2 separate regions of the Mus musculus genome follow, and region 1 is linked to region 2. A link is a contact called in public Hi-C data. All regions are on one chromosome and are shown on one strand. The core of a region is the stretch at or near the end of the contact, and the rest is flanking DNA. Distances in the headings are between cores, read along the strand shown.

The links. Hi-C and Micro-C count contacts between places; a contact is called where the count stands out from the background.
Region 1: a contact with region 2 is called in a Hi-C map of the G1E-ER4 cell line, with 1.9 times the contacts expected there. The contact joins two enhancer-like sites. A contact is called at or near these places in 2 of 39 promoter capture datasets (cranial neural crest and hippocampal neurons), 1 of 15 datasets of contacts at CTCF or cohesin (the G1E-ER4 cell line), 9 of 484 Hi-C or Micro-C datasets (the G1E-ER4 cell line, cerebral cortex, embryonic stem cells and 2 more) and 3 of 115 datasets of contacts at active chromatin or transcription factors (astrocytes and embryonic stem cells).

The regions. Positions count from the first base shown.
Region 1 is chr8:96,293,103-96,297,896 of GRCm38.p6, forward strand. No RefSeq gene overlaps it. Among named protein-coding and RNA genes, the nearest start is that of Gm32005, 14 kb to the right of the region's middle. Within about 2 kb of position 3,364, at least 1 of the 459 cell types and tissues checked has an H3K27ac peak or open chromatin away from gene starts, as enhancers often do. A contact at or near this core is called in the G1E-ER4 cell line, where this site is marked.
Region 2 is chr8:95,981,085-95,985,624 of GRCm38.p6, forward strand. No RefSeq gene overlaps it. Among named protein-coding and RNA genes, the nearest start is that of Gm31892, 24 kb to the right of the region's middle. Within about 2 kb of position 2,322, at least 1 of the 459 cell types and tissues checked has an H3K27ac peak or open chromatin away from gene starts, as enhancers often do. A contact at or near this core is called in the G1E-ER4 cell line, where this site is marked.

The DNA.
Region 1 (4,794 bases), core at 2,114-4,613, 310 kb after region 2:
AGAGAGGGAGGATGAGAGAGAGAGAGAGAGAGAGAGAGAGAGAGAGAGAGAGAGAGAGATTAGAAAACTATTTCTGAGAGGTATAATGTCCAGGAAATAAATTTGGAAGTTAGAGGGACTCATGCATAATATGAGGTAGTGCCTAAGGATACTGAGTTAGAATGGGGATTCTTGGGTAAGTTTGGATACATTCATGACTTCCCAATGCTTCAGCTTTCTGGTAGGTAAACAAACAGCATTTATAACAGGGCTATATAATAGCAAAGCAGTAAAAATGCAATTACTAGGTGCAGGTATATTACCTGTATTAGAATATTGTCTGGGCCTAGTAAATGACCAATTAATGTTAGCCTTCTTATTATTTCATTAATACTTGCTGGTTTTCTTCCCAATTACTAGAATAAAACAAAAGCTACATTCATTTTTTTAAAGGCCACCTGAGACCATGGAAAAATACCACTTTTATCAAACTGTAGGTAGGAAAAGATATGAACTATGAGTTTAATATTTTAAGCTTTTTTTAAATGCATCAATGGAGATTCTGGTTACTAGTTTTCCCACCTTAATAAAATGATCCCTTCATCATTTATTGGCTTTGTGGTCCCAGACAAATCATCTAAACTCTTAGCACTTAGTTAGTTTATCAGTGGAAGAGGACAACTAGGGACCAGTACATTTTGGTCTTGAAGTTAGATAATCATTTTTGCTTGTTTATGAGGCACAAAGTCAACTGCAGCTACCTGATGCTGCAGGGTGTTTATGGGAAGAGACAGGAGGATGCCATAGGCAAACTTTAGCATTCCAGGAGGCTCAGCAGCCAGAAGAGCTTTTGGAATAGCAAGTTCAGAAGCTGGAGAATTAAGAGTCTCTCTCTTTCTCTGTCTGTCTTAATTATGTATCTCAGGTTGAATTAGAACTCATGGTCCTCCTGTTGCTGCTTCTTGAGTGCCAGGATTACAGACAGGTATGGGTCACCATGCTGGATCAGGTCTGTCTGCTGCCCCTGTCAGGTGTCTTGATGGAGAGTGTCTCTGAGTCCTTCTGCAGGAGCTGTGAATGTAGCATAGTAGGAGAGCACTTATATTGGCCTACATGTGTGAGGTATTGCGTTTAATTCGTAGCACTGAAAAAAGGAATAATTGCAAACCTTAGCATTTAGTTAAATTCTTTATTTTAATCCCCAGAGTTGGGGGAAGATGGACCTAAAGATTAGGATTAGAGGCAGAGCTTATACCTGACTTGTTATGAAACTTCCTTTCCTTCCTCTCATACCTTCTGGAAGCCCCCACACATTGTACAGCAATCAGATTAACTTTATATATTCTACCAGCTTCGGCTTATTTTAAAAACAGGATCCATGACTTTGCTTTTACTAAACTGAAGATATCCTTGTTTTAAGATCCTTCTTGCATCTTCAACAGTGATTCGTACCCAGATATTCTGATGTCATCTTATTTGGCTAATGAAAATGCAACCGGAATGGCTACAAATGGCTGCAATTCAAAATAAAAATGGAGCATTATCATATATACACATGCTGAGGAGATAACTAGATGATAATCAGGACCATGTATATGCAGAAAGGAGAGATACAGTCAATGATGTAATAAGAACCAGTGAACTTTGTATGTGGTGTAGTTATCTTGAGGGGGGGAAATTCCATTATTTAATACTGATATTTGAGAGTGCTGTGGGGCTAGCTTTTTTACCTCCATTTACTGAGAGCTTTGCAAAATGACCTTAAAGTTATATCGCCACAATACAGATTGCCTTATATTTTTGTTTGCCCTCTGCATTTACAGAGAGTCAAAGTAAGCATGAATTGAATAATGAGACACTGCTTTCTGCAGAGCAGTGGTTTTTTTAAAAAAGTGTAGCATGTCATTAACTCACTCTTTTCAAAGGGAGTTCAAATCAGTGTGTTAATGGAAGGATTTATTAACCAGCTGACTGAGACCCTACTCCATTAGAATAGAAACCTTGGTAGGCAAGGAGAATATCTTCCAGTGCTGATCATCTCAGTGTCCAAGATTGAGAGGTTGGGCTCACAAACCAAGAGGTTTACACTGCACTCTGAGAGGAAAGGGTTTGCTCATTTGGGTTTTGGAGCCAGAGACTACTGGTGTTGGGCACTAAGATCAGACACTTATTTTTCTGGAAGTGAACCACCAGTGCCCATGGCATCTGGCAGCTTCTGTAGTCTTCAGCTTTGGCAGCAGTGGTAGCAAATAGCAAGAATTGGCATAGATGGTGGTGTTTTCTGTGTGTGTGTGGTGTGTGTGGTGTGTGTGTGTGTGTGTGTGTGTGTGTGTGTGTGTGTGTGTGTGTGATATCATCTAATGCTGGAGTTCTGAGTGGTACCATCTAATACTGGTCTTAGGTGGTGCTGGGATTATCAAACTCTGTGGTGTCAAGGATTGCTGATTAAGAGTTAGTATAATATATTCAGCTCTTGATAGAAGCAAGCAGTACAGCTCTGGGGAGTTGATGTCCCCAGCTAGCCTAAGGTTTTCCTTACAGATCTTAAACCAGATATCTGAGGTCCTTTGGCTGTTCTCTGGAATCCTTAGTAACCAGGGTCCACAGTTTCTCTTATTCAGCTCTTCATATCCATCGTCACCTCTGTTCTCCATTGGCCTACTCTTGCCCTGAGACTCTTCAGGAGCCCTCTTGTTGCTACTGCCAACTTGCACTCTGCTACTGTTACCAGCTTTCAGTCTGATCAACTAATAAAGATCAAAAATAGTTTTTTTGTTTTTTAAACATCTGGGAGAAGCTTTTATTTGGCCTAGTGTTGTAGCAGCAGAGGCAACACAGGAGGCTGTCTTCTGATGCCTTAAATGTGCCAGATGGCCTATTCATAGACACAAAGGCAGTGTGATAAGGGTGCTTGCTTTAATAATGGCACAGTCCCAATCACCCGCATCAATCATGGAGTTCCGAACCCACAGATGAGGAACTGGTTTGAACCAATGGTAGGTCTTCTGGGAGGCCACCAAGAGCAAGTGCTCCTCCTCTGATCTGCCCGAATGAAAATGGCTGCAAGGTTATCTTTAGATAGATTAGTGTGATTCTTCCTACTGAAAGAACACAGGTGGAGCTGAGAGATTTATGAGTCAATATATTTGTTATTTTTTTTTAGCCTTTAAAAAAAACTAACAGGTAGAGAATACAGACACCCCTGCCCTGCCCTGTCCCGCAAAGTTGAACCTGCATTAAGTTTCAGTCTAATGCACTTACTATTTCTGCTATTTTCTGATTAGACTTGTCTTACTTGTCTAATTTTGCAGGAGAATTCATTTTACAGATGTTCTCACTTATCCTCTGAGGCCAGATGGGGCATAAATCTTAACAAGTAAGCACAAAATAGGATAAACGATCACTACCCAGGTTAGTTTGTATCATAAAAATGAATCCTATAAGCATGTAAATGTATGTAATTTTGAAATAAAATACCATCTGCTTTTACATCAAGAGATCCCATTAATTATCTATCCATGTTATTCTGTGGACATTCATCTTAGAGAGATAAAAAATGAAATTATCTAAATATGTAGTACTCAGTACTATTGCTTGTGCCAAATTAAAAAACATTTTTTTTTTCAATAAAGTGTGCTTAACTGAGTTAGGGTTTAAAGTCTGGAAGCAGTAGATTTCCCCAGAGTTGCATCAGATACTAGAATCAAGGGTTATTAACATTACAAAGAGCACCACTGTCCTACAGTGTCCCCGTTATCATTTTGAGCAGCTGCCTCAAGGCAACACATTTAACCTTGGGAAATGTGATAGAAATTGTGCATAGTCAAAACTGCAGTAGATTCCCTCAACTGGGATCTACCGTTAAGTGTTATTTAGCTGCAACACAACAGAAAGATGAAGCCCTTATCGCTTGATGTTTATCATTTCATTCTGAGTCCCTCAGTGCCGTTACATTACTTATAAACAGCAATATACCATTTGCTGGCAGGACATGGTTTTCCCTATTGAGAACGTTATTACAAAGAAAGGCCTCTGGAAAAGGTGTGTTAAATATTTAAAGATGGAGGCACATATAATTTTCCCCTAGGTATCTTAGTGCAAGATGCACAAGTTTGCATTTTGTTTTTTAAACTTAGGTTTTGGTTTCTATTTTGACAGAAAAAGGGCAGTTTATGTGATTACTTGCTAAGATTAGAAATGCTTTGGAAGAGGTACTGCTAAGTAGTCAAGATCCTGACATCTTGACTTCCCTTCAAGAATGGACTGTAATTTGGAATTATGAGCTAAATAAATCCTTTCTTCCTTAAATTGTGTTTATCAGAGTGGCCGTATTGTATAGTATGGACATCTAGTATAGTCCATACAGAAAAGTATACAACATCAGTATGTGTTTTGTTTATTTAATTTTCTAAGTATATTCATTATGTGTGTGTGCATATATGTTCCATGTCTTATCGTAGCAATGGGAAATGAAACTAAGATATACACATTCTGGTTTGCCTGTTGTTTGGAGAAGTTTTTTGATCTCCTTTTGTATGAATTGCCTAGAATATCTCTGTATCACAAGTTTAGTTTGAATCTCTTGAATTCGAGAAGACACAAGCAAATTAAAGCTATAAGGTGTAAGTAAGAATAACAGGGTCACACCTACTGATGACTGCAGAAAAAGCAGGAGACGAGAAAGCCATGACTATGACTGTCCCAGGATAGTTAGTTTTCCATAGCTTCCCCTCAGGAGTGAGATCCCTTGGATTGTAGACAAATGTGCAACAGAAACCACACTAGTTCTTGTATATTGAGACCATTTGAGAATAA
Region 2 (4,540 bases), core at 1,072-3,571:
CAGGGCTTGGCCTACACTGTGGACAAACAGAGGATACCCAGAGAGTTAAACGTCTCATATTGCCTACGACAAGTGAGTCATTTGTCCCATGTTCCTACTCCACAGGAAAAAGCTTCATGTCTTCTGAGCCTTATGGCTCAACTGACTGCCCAAATTGTGATGGAGACCACAGGGACCTGGGAAAACTGTCTAGGTAATGGATTGACCAACCTTTGCCATTTTAATTTATGACATCTAGATTATAATGCATTCTTCCAAGATCACAACAACCCTATTCTTGCTTCACCATTACCTCTTTCCAGTTTTTTCCTTTCTAAATTGGAGAAATGTTAGCATTCCTTCTGGGCTCTGCCCCAGTTACCTGGCAACAGTCTGGTAGGCCTGGCTTACTATAAAAGGTGCTGTTTGCCCCCTCCCCATTCTCTTATTCTCTCTGTCTTCTCTCCCTGACCCCTTTTTTCCTCTCCCCCTCCCCCTCCTCCTCCCCCCTCCTTCACTCTCTCCACGTGTTCCTGGCTGGCCTTTCCTCTTCTTGTCTTCTCCTCCTCCTTCCTTTTCCTCCTTTCCCTCTTTTCTTCCTCCTCCTCCTTCCCCCCCACCCCTCTCTCTCTCTCCTCTGTCTCTACTCCCTTCTCAATAACCCTTTCCATGAAATAAACTCTATTCTATACTATACTCGTTGCATGGCTGGTACCTTATGGGGAAGGGGTGTATCAGCATGGGCCTGCTGAGGCACCCCTCCCACCTCATCATACTGCACTACCAAAATGTATCGTTCTCTCTCTCTCTCTCTCTCTCTCTCTCTCTCTCTCTCTCTCTCTCTCATACAACACTACCTGTCCTGCCTCCCTCCTCCCTTTCCTGTCCAATTTAAATTGAAAGTGGTTATTTTTAATCCTCGCTCTCAACTGTGTTCAACCCATGTCCTCACTATGGTGCTGATTGCCAGTAAGGAAGCTCACTAGAAGAGAGATGGCAAGTACCATCTGCAAACAGTGTGGGAAGAGAGGAAAGGAAGAAAAGTAGAGACTCCCCCTCTCTGAATCTAGGAAGCAAGAGCTTCTCAAAAAAAAAAAAAAAGGTTTGCTGTTTTGTGAGTTTTCTAGCTAGAACTCCATAAGATGAGAGAAAAGGCAGATTATAAAGCAGAAGGTTTGGTGTCATGGATTTGGCATCAGTCAAAGGGCCATTTTTGAAACCATATAGGAGAAGTGATCTGGAAATATACCTAGGGGTGGCTCAAGATGAAAGATGCAATTAAAAAAATAAGTAAATGTCTCAATATTGATAACACAAGGACACAAATAGCCCATAGATGTGTTTTGTTTGGTTTTCATAGTGCTTTAAAATATTTTTATTGTTATTCAATTATGTAGTCAATATTCAATTAGGTATTCAACACGAGATTTCATTTATTCAGTTAGATAACATGTGTTTAAAAAGTCTAAGTATATACATTGTATTAATGAAAACTGTTTTAAATGCATCATAAACATCCAGAAATTTATTTCTCACAGCACCCCTGAGCTAGATTTCAGTACTGTTCCTACTTTGTAGATGTGGAAACAGTGGTGTTAAATAAGTTGTGCAATGTTGTGTCTTCTTATTGTGACGTTAAAGCAATCTGATGTTTTCACTTACAAAACTGAGAACCCATATTTCTGATCTCTAGGATAGCGAAAACTTCTGATGAGCCAGTTCTCAGCCACTGGCTAATGCATACCTGAGTTGGACAGGAAAGTATGTTTGTATTTCTCATTTCTCTACGATATTGGGGATGTCTGATGAGCTGGCTTTCAGTCATAGGGCAAAGCATAGGACAGAGTGTTATATTCTGTCGGATTATTCACATATACTTTTCTCTGTAACTGGCCCACTTCAAAACTTTCTATTATTTTCTTCCTATTCATCCAGGGAATTGAACAAATAACATCTGAGATAGTCATAGCCAAGAAACCCTTTAGAAGGCTTATTCCAAACACCCTGACACTCACCTCTGTGGCAGTTGTAGTCACCTCTCTCTCAGCGATACGCAGCAGATGATGAAAGCTGAACTAGAAGCTAAGGACACAACTCTAGAGAGATACAGAATGGAACTCCAGCCTGGTGGGAGATGATGGTGGCAATCCACTGCTGCTCTTGATACATGACAGAGGAAGGAATATGGGAAGGGTCTCTTTGGACAACCAGCTCTGAGGAGGTAGCCTCTGTAACCTGGTAGGAGCCAGTCACTTATGGTGGTAGACATAATCTCCTGAGAACAGTTTTCTGGAGAAAGCATCGGGAACAAAGGGCAGGTGCAAAGGCTGGAGAATGGAGAGCAAGCAGAAGAAACAGGCATGCACATTTTTATGACTGGGGGTAGATACATTGTGAGAGACACTTCCTAGCTGCATTTATTGGTGAAGACACTGCTCCCTCCATCCTGGGTCTGGAACCCAAAGCCTGGTACATGCTAAGCATATGTTCTTCTACTGAGTCACACCATCCAGTTCACTGCATTGGTTTCTGTTTCACAGTATTCTTTAACCTTAACTTGCAAATGGAAACACCAATGTTTTGCTGTAATAATGACCGCAGTGATACTTGCAAAGTATTTGCTAGAAAACACAACATATTACAGATGTTCATCAATATAGCTATTACCACAACTGCCTTTTTTTTTTTTTTTTTTTTTTTTTTGGTGCTGAAGTCAAACACAGGGCCCTGTGCAGTGTAGGCAAGTGCTTTACCACTGGGCTATAGCCTCAGCACATGTTTTAAAAAGATAGATTATCAATGTGCAGCCCAGGCTTGCCACAAACCTGCAATCCTTGTGCTCCAGCCTCCCAAGTGCTGCTGGGGTCTGACAAACTTTAATTCTACAGTGACTGGCACTGATGACAACACTGATAAGGTTAACGGTCTGTATTACTACTGTTATTGGAGCATCCACTTGGTGCCACGAGATGAGAGAAATCATTGTTTTCTTAAGTACCCCTCACAAAGAGAAGGAGCCTGGATAGAATAATATACAGTGAAGAAACCCTTAGATGACAAGGCATTGGGAAAGAGCAAGTTAAAAGAAAAAAAGGAAATCAAACAGAGCAGCAAAAATGTTCACGCTAAAATTCAGCGATAAAACCCATAGACTAACAGAACCCCCCAGCACCAGGCACAAGAAATCCTTTGTATGGTTGGCTAGGGACATCCAGGAGACTTCCAGATAATAGAGACTATTATTGAAGTTGAAAGCAAGCCCCTGTAGCTGAAGACAGCACACACACAGGACACACACAGGACTGAGATCGTTTGAGTTAGAGCTAACATGAGGGCTTCTTTCTTGGGGGTCTTACTTCTGTGGTTCCAGAAAACACTATGCAAACTGCTAAAGGAAGGAAGGAAGCAAGCAAGCAATTAATTAATAATCCTATCTAGATGCGCCATCTATGAATCACAGCAGTGACCAGCTTGGCAAGATAGCCTGAAAGGCACAAGAGGTGACACCCATATGTTAAGATGGTAACCAGTGGCTGTCATATAAGACTTAGGGCCACTCAACATGAGGGAACTCATACTTAGTACTAGAAACCTAGCCAACTTTCTGGGGCTCGTGAGGTCATGGACCTTAGAAAAGAATCTACTGCCGACACTTTGCTAGACCAGCACAGTTCCTTACTACATTCCAGATCTTACCCTTATACCGACAGATAAGTGCAGCTACCACCCCTCATCAAAGAAGCCACAACTGGTCACAACGCAGAGATGGATGGAATGTGGGGAGCCCGGGACCGGTGGCTACATCCACATCACATCTCCTGTATCCTGGCTCAGAGAGCACCAAGGAAAGGGAGGCAGGAAGACTGTAAGAGCCAGAGTACAGAAGTTTGCTGTCAAGCATTGTCTCCTAGAAATGGATGCAGAAAGCAGACGGAAACAAGACAGTATCAATGGAGATGTTAATGTGGATGGGAATTTTTTTGCAGGGTCCACTCGTGAACAAAGAGCTTCAGGCAACTGACTGGTGGGAAAGGGAGAATTAGCCTCTGCCAGGGGTGAATCCCCTTAGAGGGGCAGTGTGGTCCAAAGCAGTGTGGTTAGCTCTGAAATGATATACCCCACCACCAAAAAGAGGCCATGACCTTGAGAGTAAGGGATATGAAGTGAGGGTATTTTAGGAAGGGCTGGAGGCAGGAAAGGGAGGGTAAATGATATAATTCTATTTCAATCAAAACATTTAAAAAATAAAAGACATATTAAAAAAATAACTGATTAAGAACAAGGTCTTGGGAGCTGGAGAGATGGCTCAGTGGTTAAGAGAAATGGCTGCTTTTCTAGAGAGTGTCTGGATTCAATTTAAAGTATATTTAAACATTTAAATAAGAAACAATAAAATTCCATGACAACCTTCTGCTCTGAAGGTGCAGCAAAACATTTTCCTCCATCGAATGCCTCTGCCATTGATTGGAGAGGCAACAAGATAGATTTTGAGTCTGAATAGATGACTGATAGCTTCCTGTATATCTACAGTCAAGCTACAGTTTGATGTCCAAATTCTAAT